3 separate regions of the Mus musculus genome follow, and regions 1 and 2 are each linked to region 3. A link is a contact called in public HiChIP or PLAC-seq and promoter capture Hi-C data. All regions are on one chromosome and are shown on one strand. Each heading gives the region's core, a stretch centred on a gene start, on an enhancer-like site or on the middle of the called end of the contact. The rest is flanking DNA. Distances are from core to core; before and after follow the strand shown.

The links. Promoter capture Hi-C pulls out the DNA fragments that hold promoters and counts their contacts. HiChIP or PLAC-seq counts read pairs in DNA pulled down with a chosen protein or histone mark.
Region 1: a contact with region 3 is called in a promoter capture Hi-C map of erythroid cells, with 56 times the contacts expected there. The contact joins the promoter of Dynlt3 here to the promoter of Mid1ip1 in region 3. A contact is called at or near these places in 4 of 39 promoter capture datasets (cranial neural crest, embryonic stem cells, erythroid cells and 1 more) and 1 of 9 other capture datasets (adipose tissue).
Region 2: an H3K4me3 HiChIP or PLAC-seq map of forebrain shows a contact between it and region 3, with 8 times the contacts expected there. The contact joins the enhancer-like site here to the promoter of Mid1ip1 in region 3. A contact is called at or near these places in 8 of 39 promoter capture datasets (the 3T3-L1 cell line, 3T3-L1-derived adipocytes, the C10 cell line and 4 more), 2 of 484 Hi-C or Micro-C datasets (the N1E-115 cell line and uterus) and 5 of 115 datasets of contacts at active chromatin or transcription factors (astrocytes, embryonic forebrain, embryonic midbrain and 2 more).

What each region holds. Positions count from the first base shown.
Region 1 is chrX:9,661,542-9,664,241 of GRCm38.p6, reverse strand. It overlaps Dynlt3 (dynein light chain Tctex-type 3), which reads left to right and starts at 1,259. Exons shown (of 5, transcript NM_025975.5): 1 at 1,259-1,373. The coding sequence starts at 1,344.
Region 2 is chrX:11,806,116-11,808,815 of GRCm38.p6, reverse strand. No RefSeq gene overlaps it. Among named protein-coding and RNA genes, the nearest start is that of Gm26314, 43 kb to the left of the region's middle. Within about 2 kb of position 1,370, at least 113 of the 459 cell types and tissues checked have an H3K27ac peak or open chromatin away from gene starts, as enhancers often do. A contact at or near this core is called in the N1E-115 cell line, forebrain and hippocampal neurons, where this site is marked.
Region 3 is chrX:10,716,069-10,718,768 of GRCm38.p6, reverse strand. Mid1ip1 (Mid1 interacting protein 1 (gastrulation specific G12-like (zebrafish))) reads right to left here and starts at 1,404. Exons shown (of 2, transcript NM_026524.4): 1 at 1,065-1,404; 2 at 1-782. The coding sequence starts at 539.

The DNA of each region.
Region 1 (2,700 bases), core at 10-2,509, 1.1 Mb after region 3:
CCTACTTGGGTCTTTTGTTACTTGTAGCCAAAGGAACATATTAATAAAATTACAATGATTTAAAGTAAATTCTCAAAACTATTTGGTATTTTTCCAGTTGAAAGATCATTGAAGTTTGCGTATGGAATGTATGGAGTGTTTCCTTGAATGTATGTGCATCATATGTGCTTAGAGCCTGAAGAGGCCAGAAAAAGGGGTTGGGCCCCCTTGAACCAGAGATACAGACAGCCTATAGGCAATACATGGGTACTGAGTACCAAACCTAGGTCCTCTGCAAGAGTAGTGAGTGCTAACTTCTTAGCCATCTCCCCAGCCCCAATCACTTTGCTTTTTGCAATGACCCATAATAGAAGAGCCAGTACTGCAAAAATCACAGTATCAAGGTTGATTCAATAGTCACAAATTGAGAGTGGTGAATTGGGGGACCTGAGGATTTAGTTACTGTCTATATAGGCTTCAAGTTACTTCATGTCTCTTAATTCCTGTTCTACTTTTAAAGTAATAGAAAGGGATTAGAAAACTAAGGAACCTTCTGACTTTGATAGTGGGGAACAAAATAGAAGTCATTGTGTTGGGCTGAATATCCCCACCACCATCACCAGACATATCCACATTTGAATCCCAGTACACGGCAATGCCCTACCTTGCATGGCAAAAAACATTTTGTACATGTGGTTAGAGCTAATACAGGAGAGGTGGTGGTGGCTTTGAAGCTGTAGGAATATAGGTAGTTACTACAAGTTGAAGAGGGACATCAACTTTAGGAGTTGTGTGTACTGTATCTTATTTGATCCTTATAACGAGTCTCCAAATAGAGGGATTTATGTTATGGGAAAACTGAATCTTGTGTGTGTGTGTGTGGGGGGGGCGGGTGTATATTTTTCAAAGTCAGTAACTAGTACGGAGAGAAATCGAAGTTCCTTGCTCAGCTGCTACACTCGCTTGCTGGATAACTGTGGATGAACGAATTTTGTGCACATGGCCACTGCAGGAAGCCCAAAATCACCTGTGCTAGCTAACTTTCCCCATGGAAGCTCTTTGAGGTCTTAACGTGTGTCCCTTATTTTCAGAAGACTAGCCTGGTCTTAAGTGCACTTAAAACCTAGCAGGGGTACCCTTAGCCCCGCTAAAGGGCTCAACTCAAACAGAGCCCCTCCTCCCTGTCCTTTAACCCCGCCCTCCCTGCTCTTTTAACCCCGCCCTCCCTGCTGTTTGCGTCAGAAAAGCAGGGCCTGCGTAAACGCCCTGGGTCTGGAGTGGAGGCGGGGCCTCCCCAGAGGCCAGTGCGCAGCTGAGGACCTGGACAGAAGGCTTGCTCCGCCCCCAGGACTCAGAAAGCCACCATGGAGGGGTACCAACGGCCCTGCGATGAGGTACCGCCCCTCTGGCGCCAGGAAAAGCCCCTCAGCTCTCTCTGACTGGCTGTGGGGACACTGCGGGGTGGTCTCTTAGTTCTGGGAGAGTTAAGATGCAGCTTCTCTTTAGCCTGGGTCTGCTCCGTGCGGCCTGGATCCTTCTTGCCCTTAGGCTTCTCGCTCTCCCCGCCCCTCCCCCGCCCCTGAGATCCTTAGGGTGGGCAGATCGTCGCTCTGGCCTTAGTGAGCAAAAGCGCTTGGGGGCAGTCGTCAGGGTCTGCAAGGGCCGAGAGGTTGTAGGGAAGGCCAGAATTTGGGTTACATAGGCAGGCAGGCGTGGGCGAGCCCCGCCCGTTTGCGATCAGGGCCTGGGAAACCCGTCTTCTCTCTGCTTCCTCCACCCCTTTGGGCCTCCTTGTGCTGGTGCTGCAAGGTGGCTCTAGTCCCGGGAATTCTTCCCAGGAAAGGCTAGAGGAAGTGCTTTATGGATTAAGAGCCCTTGCTCACTGATTCATGTTTCCCTAAGCCTCACCAGAACTCCATGATGTCGGTTAGTTTCCTGTTACAGAAGGTAACCGACTTTTCATGGCGACAAAGTGATAGGCCCCAAGTGAAAAGAATGACAGGTGTTCCATTTGAACCCAGGTCTCTGGCTTCATACTTAAGCCCTTATTTCAAGGAATTTGAGGATGAGGGCTGTTGAATTGTTGCACAGCCTGTAAGAGTTTGCAAGGACAGCGTAGACAGAGATGTTCTGCACCTCCTAGCAAAGGTGCAATGGGATCTATTTTGCACTACTTCCTAAATACATGTAATTTCAAAAGAAATTGGAGTGAAGACATAGTCCTAGTGTGCTTGGCTAGCACAGGAGACGCCCTGAGCCCAGAAGAGACAGAGATGCGTCCATAGTATTAGGCGACTTTCCAAACTGTGGTGAAATGTGTATCTTTTATTTCTTAGGCCAATTTTTGGATGGGATTTTGAAGTAAAAATGATATTTTATCACAGGCCCAAACTATGAGACCTTTTTTCATAATGCCTCCAACAATTTAGATTTTCGTTCCTTTTTTTTTTTTTAGGAGAATGGTGGGAAATTGTATAGAATAATTAATAGAATTAAAATATGGAAATCTATACTTAAAGCATAACTCAGGAGTTGACTTGTTTCAAGTAGTTTGAAGTTCCCTAGTGGTTTTTAAAGCACAGAAGTGCTGTGCTGCTTTCCCAGTGCACTCAGCATACCTCCCTGGAAGTCATTTGGTGATACCTAAAGCATCGTGCCTTGTATTTCAGGCTTATCACATAACCTAGTTCTGCACTAGAGGACACGTAGATGCTACTGAAA
Region 2 (2,700 bases), core at 121-2,620, 1.1 Mb before region 3:
AGATACAAATCCTATACGTTGTAGAGATTATGTAGTATCAGGGAGAAGACTGGCAATACACAATCAAGTAAGTGCTTATTGTGCCAGGAAGTAACTGGTGTGAATGAATGGGTGAAGAAGTGATGGAGGGATCCCCTCCCCGCCACGCCACCCCCCCCCCGCCCCCCCGCTGTCCGTATCTGGAAAGGTCTGTAAACTGCTGGGAAGAGTAAGCAGGCTTAGCTATTAAAACTGTACCCCAGGGATCTAGCTTGTGGGTCTGGGTGAGCTTCTGCTAGGTGTAGAATAGAAGGCTTGTTTCCCAGGCTGAGTCCTTGGCCAAGGTCACCAGCTTGTTAGTGTCAGTATGGGAACAGGACCTGCAAAACCACAAGTTTGTTTGATCCTTCACCTCCCAAAGACCTGTCTGGCCTCTGCCCCTCCACAAAGCTGAAGGGTTCGAATTAGAGTGGGTTTGAGTTTTGGTGCCCGAGAGGGCCCAGGAAGGAAAGAACTTGGGGATGTGATTGGACTCAAGGAAACTCTTCCTGGACCAGTCTGCCCAAGCACTCAGAGGCAGCTCTGTTTCTGGCTTTCCTCCAGGTCTAGGACTGGAGGTGGAGGTGTGGTGACCAAGAGGGGATGAAGGGGGTGGTAATCTAGGGCCAGTAGGCTCCCTACATTATCCCTCTAGTCCTCCCTGGCTGCTAAGCTGGCAGGCGCATGGGAGGGCAGAAGAGGATAGTGTCCAGGAAGGTGGAGGACACTCAAGTGGCGATTGAAGAAAGGCAGAAGAGTGCATGGAGAGGGGAGCTGGGGCTCCGGGTCCCGGAAGGGGCAAGGGAATGGAATGTTCAGAGGTGGCGGGTGGTGGGTGAGGGCATTTGGGGAGTTAGTTTCGAGACAGGGAGCAAGGCCGAGGCGGCTCAAGGTGAGGGGGCGGGAGATTGGGGGGCCCCTGCAGCATCTCGGACCACAAAGGGCCGGGGAGCTCAGGCCCGCGGTGTTAGCAAGCCGTATCGATCGAGGGGCGGGCGCAGCGAGCGCGCCGAGAGCGGCTCCATCCATTAGGGCCGCTGTTCGCCTCCAATTAGAAAAAAAAAATCATTACTCAGCAGCCAGCAGCGGCCTGCGCGCCGCCCGGGACCGCCCGCGAGCGAGCCAGCCAGCGAGGGAGCGGCGGCCTCCCCCGCCCGCGCTCCCCACCCCCCTCCCCCGGCGCCCCGCCTTCCGCGGCCCTAATGACAACTATTAGAACTGCCTCCCCGCACCCACCGCCTGGCGAGCACAAAAGCGCCAGATTCATTTGGTAATCGGGGTAATTACAGCGGGGCGCGGGGGCGCACGCGGCGATGGCGGGCGCGCTGGCGGAATGCTAAGGGGCCCGGCGCGTCGCCCGTCCCCACCCCGCAGCCCTCCCTGACTGGCCTGGAGCCCCGGCAGCTCTCGGTGCCACAACTATCAGAGCCCGAGCCCTTTTCCCGCTGCAGTCGCCGGAAGGGGGGTTCCGATCGGCAGACAACGCAGAGCTGTCACCCCCCTCCTTCCCCAGTCCCCCGCAGTCCCCGGCTGCCCTCGCCAGCGGTTTCCACCGCAAGGCCTGCGGCGTCCGGGACAAGATTTGCTGTGTCCAGAAGTCGGAGAACCCCTCCGAGGTCCGGACGCATAATAAATACCATGTGTAATGTATTTACTCTGTTGCCCCCAGTTAATTTACACCCTAGCGCTGCGCCGTCCCGCCCCCGCGCGCACCAGCCTGCCGTTTCTATTTACAGGCGCGAGGCGCTGTACCTCGAGAAGGCTGCCCCCCCCCCCTTTGAGAGCTTTAGGATGGATGCAACGTGTCGTTAAACCTGAAAGGAGCTGTTACTTATCAGTAATGGTGTTTTCCTCAGGCCTTTCCCCTCACCTGCACAGAGACAGGTACCACCTGGGTGGTGCACCAGGACTAGGGTGCCCTAAGGCCCTGGTGGATGTGTCTGTTGGGGGAAGAGGGAGTAAGCATTATGTGGCTCTAGCAGAAGGTAGCTGAGGCATTTTCGAGGGGGGCCCACCCCAGAACTGCAGGGACCTGACTCCTCAGAACAGCCCAGGCAAGAGGCTGCGCCCGGAGGGGACATGTTCCTCCTCCAAAACTGCCTAGAGCAGCAGCTCCTTAGGCTGCCTCTTGGACAATCCCCTCCAGAGGTACGGTTCTTGCAGTAGCAATTGCCTTATCTGGGGTGATTTTCCATCCACCCTTTCTGGGCAGCTGGACCAATCTTCACATACAGGACTTATCTTGTGGAGAAGCAGGGCTCTGTGCTGGAGGCAGGCCTATCGAATGGAATGTTCACTGGGCCTTGTGTGTGTTCTTAATGACCCATAACAACTCTCAGAGGTGAAAAACAAACCCTTACACCCCTTTAACCCTTTCTGTGCCCGTCCCGTTGTGGTCTAGGAGACTTCTCGGTCTTGCTATGGTGTCTTCTACCCCACCGGCTTCTCAAACATTAGTTTGGCTTCTCATTGGTGGAGGTGGTGGTGGTGGTGTGTGTATATGTGTTAGAACTGTGCAAGACCCTGAAGTAGGGAGCTGCAACCCCTGGAAGTAGCATCAAAATTCTGAGTAGGTACACAATTTTCCAAAAGGAGGATTCTTAAAGGGGATCTGAGGCAGCCCCAAAGGTTAAGAACTACCTAGCAGCTGTACCAGCTCTTGCAGGTCCGACCGCTGAGCCT
Region 3 (2,700 bases), core at 155-2,654:
CAATTACTGAAGCCGATCTCCTGCTTGTATCTATTGGTGAGGATGTTGGCTTTTCGGGTGAGTTTGGAGAGCACGGTGTGCAGCCCGCGCAGGTGGTAGTGGAACTGCTGCTCCAGATCTTCCTCGCCCGCATCCGCGCTCTCCAAGTGACTCAGGCCCACCAGGATGTCCTTGGGCTTCCAGGTGCTCTCCTCGCTCCCGGCCGGCGGAGACGAAGGCTGGTGCAGGACTCCCCACTCGATATCATTGCGGATGGACTTGAGCAGCACGTAGTGGCTGTACATGTCCCGGGAGGGCGCGAAAAAGCTTTCATTGGCGCTGCCCGGGCTTGGGGCCGGGGTCGTGCGCTCCTCCAGGCAGCCGCCACTGCCGCCTACCTCCACGCTGACCTCGTCTATCTCCGGCTCGGACAGGGGTACGTCGCGCAGCAGACTGGGCACCATCACCGTCTGGTCCATGTTGTTCACCGCGCCAATGAAGCGATTCATGGCGTTAAAGAGCGAGTGCTTCTGGTTATATGTGTCGCAGATTTGCATCATGGTGGCCGAGCGGGCGCGGAAACACAGGGACGCTGGTACACGGAGATAGACCGCTGGCGATGCCGCCTTCAAGCGCTCTCAGAGGCTGATGCCGGGAGCCTGCTTGAAGCCGGTGTGACGGGATTCCCAGATCCTTCTCCGCCCTCTCTAACTTGCTTCTTTCTCAGCTCAGCCCTTCGTGAGGCCCGGCTGCTCTTATCTTTGGCTCAGGATTGACGGTGGGTGGCTGGGTCTAGCCTTTTTCTGCTTGGGAGACAGAGACGAAAAGAACAAATTACCCACCCGGTTAGGATGCCCGGCATCCGGTCCGCGCGATGCTCCCACCCTGACCAAGGCTGGCCAGAGAAGGCACAAGGGTGGTTCCTTGGGACCAGCCGGTATCACCTCCTCCAATACTAGCAGAAGACCTTTGAAAAAAAAGGAGAAAAAAATCTCCCCCATCCCGGACTCTCTGGTTTCTCCCTTCTAAAACCTAAGCGAAAGCAACCATATTAGCCCGGGCTGCCAAAGGGCGGGGACACCCACCTCTTGCACTGCGAAATCCCCTGGTTCTCAGTGCTTGCGTTGCGGACGGTGGCTGCCCAAGGGCGCTGCTGCGGTCACTGATCGGACTGTGAGTAAGGGCGACTGTGGTTGCTCCGGCCCCCTGCCCATTCCAGGTGCTCAATTTATAGTCCGGGAAAGGTGTCCCAGGCGCCCAGGACCACCCCTGATGTCTCCTCCTCCTACCTCCTCCAGCAGCACAGATAAAAGGTCCCAGCCCTGACCGCGAGTAACACTCGCCCAACCCTTTCTACCGCGGGGGCGGGGCACGCCGGGTGGCTCCGCCTCTCGCCTGATACCCGGGCTAAGGCAGGGCGGCCCAGCAGGGCAAGGCAGGGTAGGGCTGGGAGGATGGAGCGGCCGCACCCCAGCACCAAACCCAGAACAAGCTGTTTGGGGGAGGGAGGGCGAGGCACTGAGCCCAAGGAGCCGCCGTCCAAACCAGAGGGCGGACTGGCGCGCGCGGGCTGGGCGGGCTTGGCGCGCACTCTCCGGGTGGGATGACCGGAATGCTTGTGTGTCCGGGTTGCAAAAGAGCCCCTCAATCCTGAACCTAGAGTGACTGCAGTCCGGAAATTTAGCCTCGATTTATTATTAGACGTCGGGTAAGAGGGATTCACAGCTGCCCTGACTCCATACTTGGGAATCTTATGTAAGAAGAGTTAGCAGGACATGCCGGATGCACGTGGACATGGGGTGCTCCCTCCACGGCCCAGGTCGTGGTCAGCTGCAGGGGGATGGGAACACTGAGGCATTTGCTTCCCTCCTGGCGGGGTCTTTCCTACTACTGCTGCCAGGTATGAAGAGCACCCTGGTCATCTGATCTATAGTTTTGTGTCCCCCACCAAGAGATAAGAGCATGGCAATGGAGTGTGAACTTGGGCCTTGTGGCCCTTTTGGCTATCAAAAAGACTAGGAGAAGGTGGCAGAAGTTAGGACTGGTGTTGGGTATATCTTATCATTTAAAGAAAAAAAATGGGAGTATACCCAATAACTTTCTGGAGTGTGTGTCAAGTGCTCCTTTCAAAAGATAGTTCTTAAGCAAGGGTTACTTAATAAGCCTAAGCTGTGTACCATAGCCCTGGATCTACCTTTCAAGTTTTACACTTGAAACTCCTCTTTCAGGTTCCCAGCCCTGAGCCCATACTCATTTCCCATCTCATTTCCTTTGCCACATCCCTCAACCTCCAGTCAGCTCTTCCATTCCTCCAGATAAGATGACTCAGGCTTCTAATTTTAAATTTCTTCCCACTAAAGTCTTCGGGGGGAAGTTTTAGTATGGCATTCCCCTGCAAGACAAAAAAGCGCCCCAAACAAGGAGAGACACTTATGCATGTGGGTTTGTTTGTTTGTTTGTTTTTTCTTGAAGGACTGGTACTGTCTACCGAAAATCATGTCTCTTTTCAATTTTGAAGGGAACAAGAGCTGATAACAGACAGAAAAGTCATTGGTAACTCTAGAACCCAGACTGGCAAATCTCCATCTCCCTCTGGTTTACTGGTTCTAGATCATAACCCATGCTTCCAATGCTTTCTTATGTATGTATGTATGTATGTATGTATGTATGTATGTATGTATGTATGGAGACACAGTCCCAGCCAGCCAGCCAGCTTGATTT